Linked DNA regions of Oncorhynchus mykiss: region 1 is linked to region 2. The links are chromatin contacts, called in public Hi-C maps. All regions are on one chromosome and are shown on one strand. The core of a region is the stretch at or near the end of the contact, and the rest is flanking DNA. Distances in the headings are between cores, read along the strand shown. Region 1 holds the start of taok3a (serine/threonine-protein kinase TAO3). Region 2 overlaps taok3a (serine/threonine-protein kinase TAO3).

The links. Hi-C and Micro-C count contacts between places; a contact is called where the count stands out from the background.
Region 1: a contact with region 2 is called in a Hi-C map of liver, with 10 times the contacts expected there. The contact joins the promoter of taok3a here to the enhancer-like site in region 2. A contact is called at or near these places in 3 of 3 Hi-C or Micro-C datasets (blood and liver).

Annotation. Positions count from the first base shown.
Region 1 is chr6:44,853,747-44,858,028 of USDA_OmykA_1.1, forward strand. It overlaps taok3a (serine/threonine-protein kinase TAO3), which reads right to left and starts at 1,848. Exons shown (of 21, transcript XM_036980179.1): 1 at 1,707-1,848; 2 at 1,462-1,618.
Region 2 is chr6:44,778,518-44,782,612 of USDA_OmykA_1.1, forward strand. taok3a (serine/threonine-protein kinase TAO3) reads right to left here. Exons shown (of 21, transcript XM_036980179.1): 11 at 2,923-3,004; 12 at 585-752; 13 at 1-42. Among protein-coding and RNA genes, the nearest start is that of LOC110526021, 24 kb to the left of the region's middle. Within about 2 kb of position 2,259, at least 3 of the 11 cell types and tissues checked have an H3K27ac peak or open chromatin away from gene starts, as enhancers often do. A contact at or near this core is called in liver, where this site is marked.

The sequences.
Region 1 (4,282 bases), core at 598-3,097, 75 kb after region 2:
ATAGACAAACCCCTCTAAAAGACGAATATGGTTTCAACATACACCTGGCAACCAGAATAAACAAGACAAGCTCTGAAGACCAATATGCTAAATATGGCAGTTCATGACCTCACATGGCTAAGGCAATATCTTGGGAAATTGCAAGCTATTGCATGTTCATTAAAAACATATCTGTTAGTTTGCTACTCAAGCTGTATACATAAAGAGATGACATCATGAAGTCAGGTTGCTTTTTGTAGGCTGTTCCACTGGCTGCTATTTTAGCCATTTAATATCATTCATTTCAAGCGGGTCATGTTAACCTACATTTACTTTTATGCAGATTACGGGAAACAAAAGCTCTGTATTAGTGGCTAAGCTCTGCTTGAAATCATTGCACGAATGACAAAAGACGGGAAATTAAAACAGAATAATGTTTTGAATGTAGCCGTCAATGTCATTAAACTAGCCTACCCAGTGTACACAAGTCCAACATTTGCTTCGAGCACAAATAGAATAGGCGCACTAGACTCGCGTACTGTACTTTTTTTTCTGTCTGTCAGTTACTGTATTGCCTATATCGGCTCATTCCATTGACATTGTCTAACATGTGCATTGCGCTATGCCATCGTCGTCGATGTATGGCAATCAATCAATCGTAGAATGTCCAGAAAATGATCAAGTAGATGGTTGTAGAGCGTTCACTCGCAACAATGTGTCTGCTGGAAAACAGTCTGTCACAGCCAGACAGTCTGGCTACACTGTAGACCCATCTGTCTAGTGACAACTCGCCAATGATCAAGTAAAACGTCTCTTGGATCAAAATGACCATTTTCAAAATTGACAGCAAAATAAAGTTTAAATGCTTTTGAGCAACTGAATACAGGTTTGAAAACATGGTGTACTATTTATCGAGCGATTCAGTTTGCGTACCACACTGGCTTGTCATTTGTTGGCAACACACTTACCCATGAGCTCAGGTGCTTTTATGAAAACGCGTCCTCTGTTCCTCATTTGCCAAGCAATACTTTCATCGATTAAATAGCCTTGTATGTACAAACAATGTTCAATGAAACCGATAGTGAGAATTGTTTTGCGAGCAGGTGTAACCAACCAACAGAACAGTTATTAACTGGCTTGCACAGTTTAACTACCATACGCACTCCACTGGCTGCCTATCTGGTCACAGACTGACGTTAATACAACAGATGCGTTCAAATCTTAACTTTGGCAGTAAATCATGTTATCTGGCAAGCTATGAGTCATGATGAAGACTAATCTACATTAGCCTGGTAGCATGACTAGGAAATACTCAATTCACAGTAACATACTTCGACTTCAGCTTGTGGAAACTAAGGCACGATGGCAGCGTTGTAGGAACTTAAGTGTCTCTCGTACTGCATGAGGTCAGCAAATTACAACAGTAAAACGTTTAAATCAATAAGATATGCACATCATGAATAAACCAATGTAAAAACTGACCAGTGATGAATCCCACGTCTCCAATAACATTTAGTCCAACTCCGGAGGAGATGACTTGACTTTCTGAAGAGTTGTCAGGACTTCCTGAATGAGGGCTCGAGAGTCCTCTGCTAACACACGAGTACAGCCCCTCGTCACTGACAGCTAGTTTGACAGGCTGAAAAATAAATTCGTAGATTGTGTCAAGAAGCAGTTCGATGCACCTCCAGAAATGTTATGGTTTGGCACAAAAACAAGCATTCAACCTTTCTTCCCCTATATGTGCCACAATTGTGTAGATAATGTCCATTGATTATTGATCAATAAAGTGCACTGATCAGATCGCTTCTTGTCAAATTTGACATTTAACTCGACACAATTTGACATAATATTATGTGCAATTTATTACAAGGCAAAACAATCGAGTTCAGAGTCACAGAAGAGGACAACAATTTAATCGGTTATCTGCTATAGGCGATCATCACAGACATCCTTCCTTTGCTTTAAATAAATATATAATGTTAAAAACGATCATGAATACTTGGGTAGACTGTATGAGGTCTCAGTCCATTATTCATGCCCACATCAAACGAACATGTTAATTGAACACTGAAATCGTGAATGTTGGTCACAGAAATATGTCAATTCTGACCGAATGTGTCACGTGGCAGTGTTCATAAAATCTGAGGCGACACTGCCATCTGGTGTTATACCTGAGAATGATAGATCCAAAAACAGGCAACAAATTAAATGAATATGCCTCATGGCTCCCTTGCAGTCCAGGGGGCCAGGGCAGCAGTGATGCGTTTTGACAGGGTTTTTTAAATGAAAATGTATGCGCACCAGGCAGAGATGCATCGCATAGTGCATGTGTATTATGGTCTGGGGGTGGTTCGGAACCAAGTTTGCATAAGCTCCTTGACGGACCTTTAGACTTGCATTGGCTGCCAAGCTAATACCTATGCTTTGGTTAGCGAGAGAGAGCGAGAGAGACGAAACAGCAGGTCCCGGGCGAGATAGCACAACCGGTGAACAGGTCAGGGTTCCATAGCTGCAGGCAGAACAGCAGAAACTGGATCAGCAGCACGTCCGGTGAACAAGTCAGGGTTCCATAGCTGCAGGTAGAACAGCAGAAACTGGATCAGCAGCACTTCCAGGTAGCAAATCACGTGAACAGGTCAGGGTTCCATAGTCGCAGGCAGAACAGCAGAAACGGGATCAGCAGCACGACCAGGTTGACTGGAGACAGGGACATCCAGGAGTCGTCAGGCCAGGTATTCCTGAGGCATGGTCCTAGGGCTCAGGTCTTGGTGTGAAGAGGAAGCGACAACACTGTGGCCCTGTCCAAATTTACCCCCGGACAGGGCCAACCAGGCAGGATATAACCACACCCACTTTGCCAAAGCACAGCCCTCACAACATCAAAGCGATATAAAACAAACCATTAACTTACTACCCTGAGCCAAGGCCGTGTATAGCCCACGAAGGTCTCCACCACCGCACGAAGCGCAAGCCTGCCAGAGACAGCAAGGGTGGTTTGTCACTCTAGTGTCAGGCCCGTGCTGCTTCGCACCCCTGTGCCAGACTACACTCAATCATAGGACGTACTGAAGTGATGAGTCTTCAATAAAGACTTAAAGGCTTTATTGACTGACTGAGTCTGCGTCTCGCACATGGATCGGCAAACCATTCCATAAAAATTGAGCTCTATATGAGAAAGCCCTGCCTCCAGCTGTTTGCTTAGAAATTCTAGGAACAATAAGGAGGCCTGCGTCTTGTGACCATACCGTATGTGTAGGTATGTACAGCAGGAACAAATTAGATATTTAGGAGCAAGTCCAGGTAATGCTTTGTTGGTTAGCAGTAAAACCTTGAAATCAGCCCTAGCCTTAACAGGAAGCCAGGCTAGCACTGGAGTAATATGATCACATTTTTGGGTCCTAGTCAAGATTCTATTTTGCACTAGCTAAAGCTTGTGTAGTGCCTTGTCCGGGTATCTGGGGAGTAGAGCATTGCAGTAGTCTAATCTTGAAGTGACAAAAGTACGGATTAGCTTTTCTGCATCATTGTTGGACAAAAAATAATAATATCAGATTTTTGCAATGTTACAAAGATGGAAAAAGGCTGCTTTTGAAATATTTCTGATATGTTCATCAAAAGAGGTGTCAGGGTCCAGATGCATGCCGAGACCTCTCCTCATTGACACCTCTCCTCATTCCAGTGCCGATGTGTCTGGCTGAAGATCTCTCACCTCCCCTGACCTTGGTCAACTGACCTCTGATTGCTTGCCATTTAGCCGGGAAAATATCACTGATCACCAGACTGATGCAACCAATCACCATTAAGGAGTTATCTGGTTTGGACCAGTTTAGGCTGCTCTAACCTCAGCCTACTCCAGCTGCACAGGGAGATTGGATGCGCCTGTGTCTCTAAGCTGCACCCTTCACATCTGGACTTCCACATCCAAGGACTACAACTGGTGAACACCTTTTGTGCTACAACCTCTGGACTACTTTAGTGTGTGTGTGTGTGTGTGTGTGTGTGTGTATATGTTTGTGCATCACTGCCCAGAGTAAATGGACTTTGCAGCCAGAGTGCTTTTATAGTTACTTTCTGTATGTGCTGTTACTATTCATTATTGTTACTTGATGTAACTTAGTTGGTAGCGATGTAAATATCATGTATCATATCATATACAGTGCCTTGCGAAAGTATTCGGCCCCCTTGAACTTTGCGACCTTTTGCCACATTTCATGCTTCAAACATAAAGATATAAAACTGTATTTTTTTGTGAAGAATCAACAACAAGTGGGACACAATCATGAAGTGGAACGACATTTAT
Region 2 (4,095 bases), core at 1,009-3,508:
ACTGCCCAGGCTGTTCATCTTACAGCTGGCCTGCTCAGATTCCTGGAGACAGACAGAAGCAGGAGATGGGGATCAGTATTCAGTAAGGGAATTGTGGGAAACACACCAACACTTTTGTGCCACACGCTCCTATTTGTGTGACACACTCAAGCATAATGCCCCGGTTAGGCCAGACACACATGATTGTAGGACATAGCTACTGTCTTGTCTGTCTGTCTGTCTGTCTGTCTGTCTGCCTGTCTGCCTGTCTGCCTGTCTGCCTGACTGAAATGGCCTCGTTTGAGACAAATGGGTGTTAATGGTCAATTTGACATGATTTCAAATGTGTGAGTACTGCTTTACCCTTGGGCCTGGTTCAAGACCTGTAAACAGAATAATAGGTATCTTCTCCATGTCAACCTTTGCTGACCTCTGAGACACATATTCCTCCTCTGTGACAGTTATCTTTTTTTGTGCCAAACAGGAATAGGAGTTCAGTTGAGGTTTAAGCCTTTCTTGACTCAAGAAGCTAAATCTATCCTCACACATATGCTACTCATTTTATCTTTGGTGAACATGGTTTGTTTAAGTGGTGTTAAGCCCACCTCCTCCTCCTCCTGGCTCTCCCCCATGGGTCCGTTGTGTTTCTCCTGGTAGAGGATCTTCTTCATCTTGCGGTACTGCAGGTTGTCGAGCTCCCGCACCGCATCCTTGGTCCTCTGGATGAGCTCCGTGAGGACCCGTGGGGGACGCTCCCGACGGACGAAGTCATGCTGGGTAGAGGAGAGAGGGCGGAGGGCTTAGAGGTTAGGATTCATGAGGATCCGCAGGAGGCGATTCTGATACACAAAGTCATGTTGCAGGTGGACAGGAGCAAAAGAGGGCGGAAGTTATACACAGTGTCTGTCTGTTTGACTGTCTGATTGTAAAGTATGTACATATGTAAGATATGTACCAAAGAAATAGTCTATGGGTGTTGACAGGGCAGTCAGGGTAAGTGTAGAAACAGGTCCACAAAATGGGGTAAGACCTCTTAAATGTTTAATCTGATATAACACAGCCCTATAAATCCATGGTATTATAAACATGTTTTCTATATCAATAATATATCAATACTCCATGTGATTATTATTTCAGATAATTATTTCTCTCTCGCTCTTTTCCCATTGGTCACTAGAGGGCGCCTGTGGGTTATTCAACCTAGATAGAGTTTCTTCTGCTGGCTTACCAGAAAAAGAAAAGAAAAAAATGTGTAAAAAGAAAATACTCCATCCAATAGTGTTCATATGGGACTGACCGGTAGCGCACGCACACACGCTCACACACACATCTTTTCTTGCTAAATGCCTGCTTAGTGGAAATGCAATGTATGCAACCATTTGGGGGCTGAAACGGCCATGTATGTCTCGCCCTACACACCTTCCCTTCTATCTGACAGATGCTGGCTGGAGTAATGTAATGGACTCTCTGATTCAGAAGGATGACATCATCGTCTGGAAATAGAGAGGAAACATTTTCCCGTTTTCAAACAAACGGACAGAGGGAGCGAAAGTGTGAGTTAGAAAACCAGAGCTGCCATGTACCAGGGGGCTGGGAGAGAGAGAGCAATAGAAAAAGAGAGAGAGAGAGGACTAATCTTCAGAGTAATCCCTTCCCGAAAAAAAAAACTATCCTGGGGACCATGAACGGAGTCGGACCGATGGTTCGGATTCTTGTCTTCCTTTCCCTTCAACCCATTACATTTTCCTCACCCATTTTTTCGATGCATGCACCCAACCATGCAATTCTGACCTGATTTCTCCTAAAGAGCTCAAAGAGGGGCAGAGGGCAATGAGTGTGTGTGTGTTTGTATTAATCAGGGGCTTGAGGGGCGGTGATCTGGATGCCCCCTGCCCCGACTCAGATTAGGAGCAAGCTGCCTACTAGGCACTGATCTATGGTCAGTTTAGCCTTTTCCCCACTAATAATTAAGGTTAGGATTTGGGAGAGGGAAAGCTTATCCTAGATCTGCACCTAAGGGATAAGGGTTACTTCTACCCAGAGCTCCAGACAAGCCCCCACCATCTCATCCCCTCTAGCCCACTAACCCCTCCTTGGGCAGCCAGGTAAGACCGACAGGCTAGTGAGAGAGTGTGACAACCAATCAAGAACATAAAACTCTTAGCAGGCCAATAGGATTACTTCTCGGCCAAACAAACAAAAAGATCAACTCTACATTACATGGTCAGACACACACACACAGTGGATTGGCCAATCAGGATGTACAAACAAAGGCTAGCTAGCAGAATACCTTGACACACAACTGACCGATCTTGTACTATAACACATGGGTCTGTGGGGGCAGTCAGTCTGACTTTAGCTTTCATTGTGTGTCAAGGGGATTTGGTCACACACACTATGGATGTCTTATGGATGTCTTATGGAACCTCCAACACGAGGTGTACTACAGCGCAAGATAAAAACAAACAAAAAAAAGGGTTCAAAAATGCTTAACAACAAAACCCTAACCCTTGTGGGATCAGTGTGTGTGTGTGTGTGTGTGTGTGCGTGCATATGTGAACAACAAATCTTAACCCCTGTGGAATCTTTCATTCCTATTTTCTCTACAGCTGTGGGAGGCAGTGAATCATCAGCTGTATCTGAATGGCACCCTACTCCCTACAGAGTGTGCTACTTTTGACCAGGTCCCATTGGGTTCTGGTCAAAAGTAGTGCATTACAGTGCCCTCCGTAATTATTGGGACAGTGAAGCATTTTTTATTCTATTGGCTCTACACTCCAAACGTATGTAGCATAGCTGGGGGTGGTTGATATTTGTGAGTCCAACTCTCTCACTAGGGAATAGGGTGCCATTTTGGAAGCATTCATCCAGATGGTCTTTGAGAGACTGGACACAGGAAGTGAGGCCACAGCCTCTGTCAGAGATACCAGGAAGTGCACTCACTCGCAGCAGCTCCCCCGACGAGAGTCTGTCCTGAGGAATTTTGAGTAGGCAGTAGTCAACGAAGCTCCGGAAGGGGTCCGACCTTGTAGAAAGATAGATGGATGGACAGGTGGAGCGATGGAGAGGTGGTGAAGAGGTGGAAGGATTTGGAAGAAAACAGAATACAACCATGATTAGACAGGAATAAAAAGGCAATAGCTCTCACCTTGCTATCTTAAGATGAATGCATTAACTAACTAAGTCGCTCTGGATAAGAGTGTATGCTAAATTACTCAAATGTAAAAAATATATACACGCCCCTACGTATTTATATGTACAGTGAAGCTAAAACTTTAATGAGGTGACTGACTGTACAGAATGTAACCTTTTGTTTGATAGTATTTAACATATCCATTTGACCTTTTATAAATGAACACTATTTATCTAGTCCCTCCATTTGAAGATGTCATAAGTATTTGGACAAATTCACTTGTAGCCTTTTCAATCTAATCAAAAGTTGAGTATTTGGTCCCATATTCCTAGCACGCAGTGATTACATCAAGCTTGTGACTATTCAAACTTGTTGGATGCATTTAGAGTCTGTTTTGGTTGTGTAGAAATGAATGGTAAATAATGTAGTGTCATTTTAGAGTCATTCTATTGTTATTTAACCCTAACCCTACATTAATGTGGATGCTACCATGATTACAGATCATCCTGAATGAATTGTGAATAATGATGAGTGATACATTTAGAGGCATAAAGATCATGCCCCCAAAACATGCTAACCTTTTACCATTACCAATAAAAGGGAGGTTAGAATGTTTTGGGGGGGGGGGCTGACATTTAAGCCTCTAAATGTATCACTCATCATTATTCATGGACACCAAAATGACAATACATGATTTACCATTCAATTCTACCGAAACACAACTAAAACAAACTGCAAATGCATCCAACAAGTTTGTGAAGTCACAAGCTTAATGTAGTCATTGTGTGCTAGGAATAGGGGACCAAATACTAAACGTTGGACTACATTCAATACACTAAGTGAATTTGTCCAAATACGTATGATACCTTCAAATGGTGGGACCACAAAGTGCTTTCTTTTCAAAATGGGTAAAACATTTGATCTCAAATCCAAAATGCTGGTTGGTGTATAGAGCCTAAAAGTTTTAGCTTCACTGTCCAAAC